Regions from separate parts of the Sus scrofa genome. Here region 1 is linked to region 2. Evidence: chromatin contacts called from public Hi-C data. All regions are on one chromosome and are shown on one strand. Each heading gives the region's core, a stretch centred on a gene start, on an enhancer-like site or on the middle of the called end of the contact. The rest is flanking DNA. Distances are from core to core; before and after follow the strand shown. Region 1 overlaps CDC42BPA (serine/threonine-protein kinase MRCK alpha). Region 2 has its middle 18 kb from the start of COQ8A.

Region 1 (4,223 bases), core at 53-2,552, 200 kb after region 2:
AATCGTCAATATCCAGAAATAGCTCAAATGTTCAACAACAGCTTGGAAGGTAAGGTCTGAATATGTGTCCCCCAAAAATACATATGTTGAAATCTTAACCCCCAAAATGATGTCATTAGGAGGTGGAGACTATAGAAAGTGTTTAAGCTGCAAGGGTGAAGAAGCCCTCATGAATGAGATTAGTGCCATATAAAAGAGAACCCACAAAGATCCCTCGTCCCTTCCACCACAAGAGAGGACACAGCAAGAAGGCACTAGCTATGAACCCTCACCTGACTATGTTGGCTCTTTGATCTTGGACTTTCAGCCTCCAGAAGTGGGAGAAATAAATTTCTGCTGTTTATAAACCACCCAATCCTGATACACCCTGGCTTGTATTTTTTTTTTAACACAAGCCAGAACAAACTCAGACATTAAATTTATTTTTAGTACTTATATACAATGTAACACTAAACAGTAGTCAAAAAAAAAAAAAAAACAACCTGCTGATATATATGCAACATGGAAAAATTATGTTAGTAAAAAAAAAAGAAAAAAGACACAAATGAGAACACACTGTATGAAATTCAATAACAGGTAAAATTAATTAATGGTGAAAAATTAGGATAGGATTTACTCCAGAATTGTAGGTTACAAACTGAGAAGGGGCATGGTGGATCTTTATGCTAGGCCTAGAAATATTTTATATACTGATTAGGGTGGAGGTTAAATAAAAGTACACGAATATAAATATTTATGGGGCTCACATTTAAAAGTGAGTACTTGTACACTTTATTACATGCATATCACCATTTAAAAATCAAAAGTAACACCGAAGTCACATCCTGTGAGTCATTTCTTTTTCCTCTCCCCTTTGACTCACAACTAATTTGACATCCGTAACTGAATAAAAGTTTTTCCACACAGCACACCAGGACACCTGAGAGATCCACCCACCTGTGCATCCAGAAGCAGGTACACTGTACCTTGGAGGAGGCTACAGATCCAAGGTATTGGCAGCAGTGACCTTTCTAGCAGAGTGGCTAGAATGTGAAAGTGGTGAGTGAAAGTTGGCCTGGCTACAAGGTCTGTAGCAGGAGGAACCCTGTAGCTCTTCAGCAATACTGGATTTGTGAAGGGGGCAGGGGGAGGGGAAGAAAGGAAAGAAGGCAGACAAAAGGAAAGGAAGGAATGCATTTCTTGCTATCTGCCCTCAGGTCTCTGAACACCTCCACCCAAAGCCCATAGTAGGTACTAAATATAGGCCTAGGCTCTGCAACAGTTTTGACTATACACAGGCTTCAAACTTCAGTGATTAGTCAGCCCCCAAGAAAGAGAAACCCCAAATTTTTGCTATAGCGCCACCTTCTGGAAAAGAAGGTCTTCTGATGCCAATCAACTGAACTTGGATTGAAAGCAAACAAAAGCCTTACCTAAATAAGGTGCTCACTACTTCAAATGTGATGACAGAGGCACATTTCACAAAACACTAGGAAAAATTACATAATACAATAAAAAAAGAAAATGACAATTCTCTAAGCAACCAACTCAAAGACACAGAATATTGCAATCCAGTAATGAAGAATTCAAACTAGCTGTTATGAAGAAATTCCACAAGCTACAAGAAATCCCAGAAAGACAACTCAATGGACTCAGGAATAAAATTAATGAACAGAAGAAGCACTTTACCAGAAAGACTGAAATTATAAAAAAGAATAAAATAAAAATTCTATAGGCGAAAAAAAACAGTAAATGAGATGAAGAGTACACTAGAAAGTAATGGAAATAGAGCACATGAGATGAAAGAAAGAATAAGCCATATAGAAGATAGGGACTTAGAAATGATTCAGGTGGAAGAGGAGAGAGAATTATTATTTAGTGAAGAAACCCTACAGGAGTTATCAGATTCTATTTAAAAAGCCAACATAAAGATAATGGATACACCGGAAGGAGAAGAGAGGGACAAAGGGGCAGTAAGTTTATTTAATGAAATAATAGTTGGGGAAAAAAAAACTGGACATAAAAGTCCATGAAGCTAACAAAATACCTATCTCAATGCAGAAACACATTATAATGACACATATTACATTACCAACACGCATTATAGAAAGCTAACAAGAAAGCAAGCCCATCAACAGAGGAATAGATAAAGAAGTGTGGTACATACACAGTGAAATATTACTCAACCATAAAAAACAAGAAAATAATGCCATTTGCAGCAACATGAATGGACCTAGAGATTATCACACTAAATGAAGGGAGTCAGAAAGACAAATATATGATATCACTTAAATGTGGAATCTTAAAAAAATGATACAAATGAATTTATTTATAAAACAGAGACAGACTCACACAAATTTATGATTACCAGGGCAGGGGGAGGGATAAACTAGAAGTTAGGGATTAACTTTATAAACTATTAAATATAAAACATAACAAGGACCTACATACACAGCACAGGGAACTCTACTTAATGTTCTGTAATAACCTATATGGGAAAAGAATCTAAAAAAGAATGGGTATGTGTATCTGTATAACTGAATCACTTAGCTGTACACCTGAAACTAACACAACATTGTAAATCAAATATACTTCAATAAAAAATAAATATTAAATTAAATAAGTCAATGCTTAAAAAAGAATTTTAAAGGCAGTCAGGGGGAAAAAAAGAAAGTATCCTGGAATTCCCTTCTGGCACAGAGGGTTAAGAATCTGGTGTTGTCACTACAGCAGCCGAGCTGCTTCTGTAACATGGCTAAAGAAAGTTTTTTAAAAAGTATCCTATGAAGGAGTTCCCGTCGTGGCTCAGTGGTTAATGAATCCGACTAGGAACCATGAGGTTGCGGGTTCGGTCCCTGCCCTTGCTCAGTGGGTTAAGGATCCAGCATTGCGGTGAGCTGTGGTGTAGGTTGCAGACGCGGCTGGGATCAGCGTTCCTGTGGCTCTGGTGTAGGCTGGTGGCTACAGCTCCAATTTGACCCCTAGCCTGGGAACCTCCATATGCGAGGGAGTGGCCCAAGGAAAAAAAAAAAAAAGTATCCTATGAAGAAATCCCCATTAGGCTATAAGCAGTAACTCTACAGGCCAGGAGAGAATGGAATAACATATTCAAAGTATTTAAAGATAAAACTTCCAGCCCCGAATACATTAACCAGCAAACAAAATCTGTGGGAGTTTACCAACACATTGTCTTATAAGAAATGATGAAAGGAGCTCTTCAAGCTGAAACAAAAAGATGAAAGTACACAAAACTCTGATTAAGATGATATGTGGGAGTTCCCGTCGTGGCGCAGTGGTTAACGAATCCGACTAGGAACCATGAGGTTGCGGGTTCGGTCCCTGCCCTTGCTCAGTGGGTTAACGATCCGGCGTTGCCGTGAGCTGTGGTGTAGGTTGCAGATGCGGCTCGGATCCCGCGTTGCTGTGGCTCTGGCATAGGCCGGTGGCTACAGCTCCGATTCAACCCCTAGCCTGGGAACCTCCATATGCCGCGGGAGCGGCCCAAGAAATAGCAACAGCAACAACAACAAGACAAAAAAAATAAATAAATAAATAAAAAAAGATGATATGTGGACAGTCAGAATTAGAAAACTGTAGCTGTATTCTGAATAGTATATTAAACAATTATAGGATAAATGTTATAGGATAAATGTGCTAAAAATTACTATAACTACTACAATTTGGTAGCAAATTCACAGCATAAAAAGTGATCATTTGTGACATCAAAAATATAAAAGGAGGGAGTTCCCACTGTGGCTCAGCAATAACGAACACGACTAGTATCCATGAGGATTCGGGTTCAATCCCTGGCCACCCTCAGTGAGTTGAGGATCTGGCATTGCCGTGAGCTGCAGTGTAGGTCACAGATCCAGCTCGGATCCTGTGTTGCTGTGGCTGTGGTATAGGCTGGCAGCTGCAGCTCCAATTGGCCCCTAGCCTGGGAACTTCATATGCTGCAGGTGCGGCCCTAAAAAGACAAAAAAAGGCCAAAAAAATATATAAAAGGAGATGAGTAAAAGAATGAAGACTTTACAGGTGAATGAAGATAAGTTGCAATCAGCAAAAAAAAAAAAAGGTCTATTTCATCAATTAGATATTTTATGTAAACCTCATGGTAAAGACAAAGCAAAAATATAGCAGAGAGACATGAAACATAAATGAAAGGGGGGCAATGAGCAACCCACCACAGAAAATCAACTTAAAACAGACTACAAAGGATCAACAAAACTAAGCTTTTTTTTTTT
Region 2 (3,859 bases), core at 159-2,658:
ATTCAGCTGCAGGACAGTTTTCCTTCCTTCTGAGCGCGCCCCTAGACTTCACTCCCCAGGTTCCCCCACAGGTGGGCGTGGCCGTGTGTTTGGGTTCCAGCCAATGAGGGAGCGCGAGCAGAGATCTGTGTGCCTGGCGGGTCAGCCTCGAAAGGGGAATGGAGGAGACTCCTAGGAGCTTGGAAGTCACGTGACGAGGATGTGCGGGAAGGAATACCCTGCTGCCCCATTCACCTACCTGCAGGTGTCCTTGACCGTGGAACTGCTTTTGTCTTTTCCCTCTATGGGATCATTAGCAATTTAGAAACTCACTTGGTCCTGCTTGAGCTCTTTGATTCTTGTATCACAAGATCAGTCACACCTACCTTTTCTCCAAATACCTTGAGAGTCTCCTTCCTGAGTCTTGTTGCACACTGGACGGTCCAGCAAGCCCTTCCCAGCTATCCAGACTCCTGAGTGGCGCTGAGCTGTCTCTGATTTTCAAGTTCTGGGCAGACTGGCCTGTTTGTGCAGAATTAGATCCAAAATGCTGCTCCTCTTCGTTTTCTCTGCATTCTAAGGAATGGAATTGTTGTTTCAGCAAGAATTTAGCAGAAACCTGGAGTTCCCATCGTGGTGCAGCGGAGACGAATATGACTAGGAACCATGAGGTTGCAGGTTTGATCCCTGGACGTGCTCGGTGGGTTACGGATCTGGCGTTGCCATGAGCTGCAGTATAGGTCTCAGACGCAGCTGGGATGCCACGTTGCTCTGGCTGTGGTGTAGGCCAGCAGCTGAAGTTCCGATTTGTTCCCTAGCCTGGGAACCTCCATATGCTGCAGGCACAGCCCTAAAAAACAAAATAAAAATAAAAATAAAAATAGAAAGAATTTAGCGGAAACCGCATCACAATTTAAGGAGACTGAAGGGGGGGGGACAACTTTACAGCCACAACAGCCTGGTACACCAAAAGGTGGATCTTGCCGCCTGGAAGGGCTGATCTCCCACCTCAACAAGGTCTGAATGCTTGAGTTTGGCAGAAGGAATGGGAGAGAAATAAACGACTCTCCCGAATACAGTGAGGAGAATTTGGAGTTCCGGAGGCAGTCGGAAAGGGAAAGGCTAGGAGGAGAGACAAGAAGGCGAGGAGACGAAAAAGCCACTAAGTGGGACCGTGAGGGAGATGGCCAGCTGACAGAGTCCCCATAGGATGGGACAGCTAAAGAACTTCCGAGGACAGAGGTGTCTAACATTTAATCTGGAGTTATGTAGATCCTGTCCAGTCCCCTTGTTAAAGGGGTTTGCACAGCCTGGGACGGGACAGCACGCAGGTGGCAGACAGTCCACAAACTGCTGGCACTCGGCAGTGGCAGGGCCTCGGGGCCAGAGGTGACTGTGCACATGAGCCTCCTCCCACTTCCCGGGATGTGGCCAAGCCTTAGCAGGAGGGCTTTAGGCTCCCCCAGGCTGTGGCATGGACCCTGGAACCAATACTCTCTAGGGAGGTTTCACCTGACATCTGAGTCACACACCAAACGTGGCCACTGCTAAAAAAATAATGGTGATAATATAAAATTAAATTAAGAATTAAGTAGGTAGGTCAGGTATTTGGCACCTTAGAACCCTGAGGCCCAGAGAGGTTATGTGAGGTACCTCAGGGACCTGGTGTCACGGTAGAGCGGCTCTGATCTCAGGTTCTCTGGCTCCTGGTCCCTGCCTCCGTGCCCGGGAGGGGAGAGCAAGGCCATGGGGCTGGAAGCAGCATCATTCCTCAGGCACCGTGTGCTCCTGGTCCCTTGTGGGCTCAGCTCTTCCCTGAGCGGCTCCCACAGGGATCTGGGAGTTAATCAATAACTTGTTCCGCCCATGAGCTGAGCTCCCTGGTGGGAGTGGGGAAGATGTTCCTCCTGCTTGGGAGACAAATTTTCCTTGGTGAGGGGAAGCATGTGAGAAACAAACTCATTAATAAGCTCATCAGTGTTCATAAAATTTGTTTGTTTTTTGCTTTTTGCTTTTTAGGGCCTCACCTGAGGCATATGGAAGTTCTCAGGCTAGGGGTCAAATCAGAGCTACAGCTGCTGACCAGAGCCACAGCCACAGCCACAGCAATGCCAGATCCCCCACCCACTGAGCGAGGCCAGGGATCGAACCTGCATCCTCATGGGTACTAGTCTGGGTCATTACTGCTGAGCCACAACAGGAACTTCCAAGATATTTTATTTGACTGTCAGAGGTTGTCTTTGTTCCCATGGAAGGATCTGGGCCCCCAAATGAGAAGAATAAGCCATAGGTGGGGAGACACTGGGGCCATCCATCAGAGAGTATGTTTCTTGCCGCACTGCTTTCCTGTCCTCTAGACAGGGACGCGTGTTGACTGGTGAGAAGAGGAGGAGGTTTCTTGAGTGCAAGGGGCCCAGGCACTCCTCCTGAGATAAAGAGTCATAAATAGACCTCAGGCCTGACCTGGAGCCAGGCTCAGTGTCCTTGGGCTGGGAGGGCTTGCAGGCCAGGGCTCAGGTGGAGGGGCTGGGACCAAGCAGCTGCTGTGGAAATTTCCATGGGCCATCCACCAGCTTTTGGGAAGCTCTGGAATCCCTCTCAGCATGAGGAAGACATGGGTTATGAAAGAGGCACAAGATGTGGTCCCAGCTCTCAAGGAGCTTGGCCCCGGAGAGGATACTCAGGGACGCTTGCCCAGAAAGCAAGGGAACATCAGGTTGGAAAATCTTAATGTTGTAAATAAGGTCAAGGCCTGGGACTAGTCAAGAAAAAGTCGATATTGCCTTCCAAGTATTTAAGCCCCATTTCGCCTTCTAAGAAAAATGTTGAAAATAAAAACTTCACATTCAGGTAAAAGCTGATTTTATGATCTCAAATACTACTACAGGGTCACAAACAATATATGATTTTTATTTATTCATTTATTTATTTATAGGTTTTTTTTTTTTTTTTTTTTTTTTTTTGTCTTTTAAGGCCACACTTGCCACATATGGAAGTACCCAGGCTAGGGGTCGAATCAGAGCTGCAGCTGTCGGCCTACACCACAGCCACAGCAACTTGGGATCCAAGATGCATCTGCGACCCACACCACAGCTCACAGCAACACCAGATCTTTAACATTCTGATCGAGGCCAGGGATCGAACCCACATCCTCAAAGATACTAGTTGGGTTTGTTACCACTGAGCCACAATGGGAACTCCAATATATGAATGTTTTTAGAGGAAAAAAATGTACCGTTTATCGCCGGTGGCTGCAGTCTGAGACATCCTCAAGGAGTGAGGTTAACACTGGACGTCATTTTTGGTACAGACGTCAGTTACTGCTCATCAAAAGACTTCAGTTCCATGTCTGGGTAATTGTTACCAAAAGCTTGGAAGTGTGTAATTTTGTAAAACCAGATGTTGCCACCACCCCAGGAACGAGAGCTGTGTGCGAGGTTTTCCCCCTCCCCGAGTAAGATTCAGGCTGTGTGTGTTTGTGTATGTGTATGCACACGTGCATACACATGAGCAAATGTGCACAAGTGTAACTTGCCATGTTCACCATAATGCCGCCTTCCCAATGTACCGGGGAGGATGCTTTGGGTTGCAAGTAAGAGAAATCATGAAGAGAATTTATTGGTTCAGGTGGCTGAGAAGTTAGGGAAGCCTTTCAAAAGAGTTTAATCAGGGCTCCATGCCTCTGATTCTCTCTGCCTTGCCTTCCTTTATGGGCCAGATTCCTTGGTAGGCTGGCTTTCTTCAAGGTTACAAGATGCCTCTCAAGAGCAACTCAGTTGGAACTGAACAATTAAGTCAAAATATCTTGACAAGTCTAGAGAAAGAGGGACCATTGCTTCTCTTAACCATTGAGCCTAAGACCTACACTACATTCTGATTG

What was found. Hi-C and Micro-C count contacts between places; a contact is called where the count stands out from the background.
Region 1: a Hi-C map of skeletal muscle shows a contact between it and region 2, with 7 times the contacts expected there. The contact joins two enhancer-like sites. A contact is called at or near these places in 22 of 47 Hi-C or Micro-C datasets (alveolar macrophages, blood, brain and 13 more) and 2 of 2 datasets of contacts at active chromatin or transcription factors (alveolar macrophages and skeletal muscle).

The regions. Positions count from the first base shown.
Region 1 is chr10:14,780,164-14,784,386 of Sscrofa11.1, forward strand. All of the region lies in intron 10 of CDC42BPA (serine/threonine-protein kinase MRCK alpha), which reads right to left. Among named protein-coding and RNA genes, the nearest start is that of CDC42BPA, 160 kb to the right of the region's middle. Within about 2 kb of position 1,303, at least 4 of the 83 cell types and tissues checked have an H3K27ac peak or open chromatin away from gene starts, as enhancers often do. A contact at or near this core is called in skeletal muscle, where this site is marked.
Region 2 is chr10:14,577,128-14,580,986 of Sscrofa11.1, forward strand. No RefSeq gene overlaps it. Among named protein-coding and RNA genes, the nearest start is that of COQ8A, 18 kb to the right of the region's middle. Within about 2 kb of position 1,409, at least 2 of the 83 cell types and tissues checked have an H3K27ac peak or open chromatin away from gene starts, as enhancers often do. A contact at or near this core is called in skeletal muscle, where this site is marked.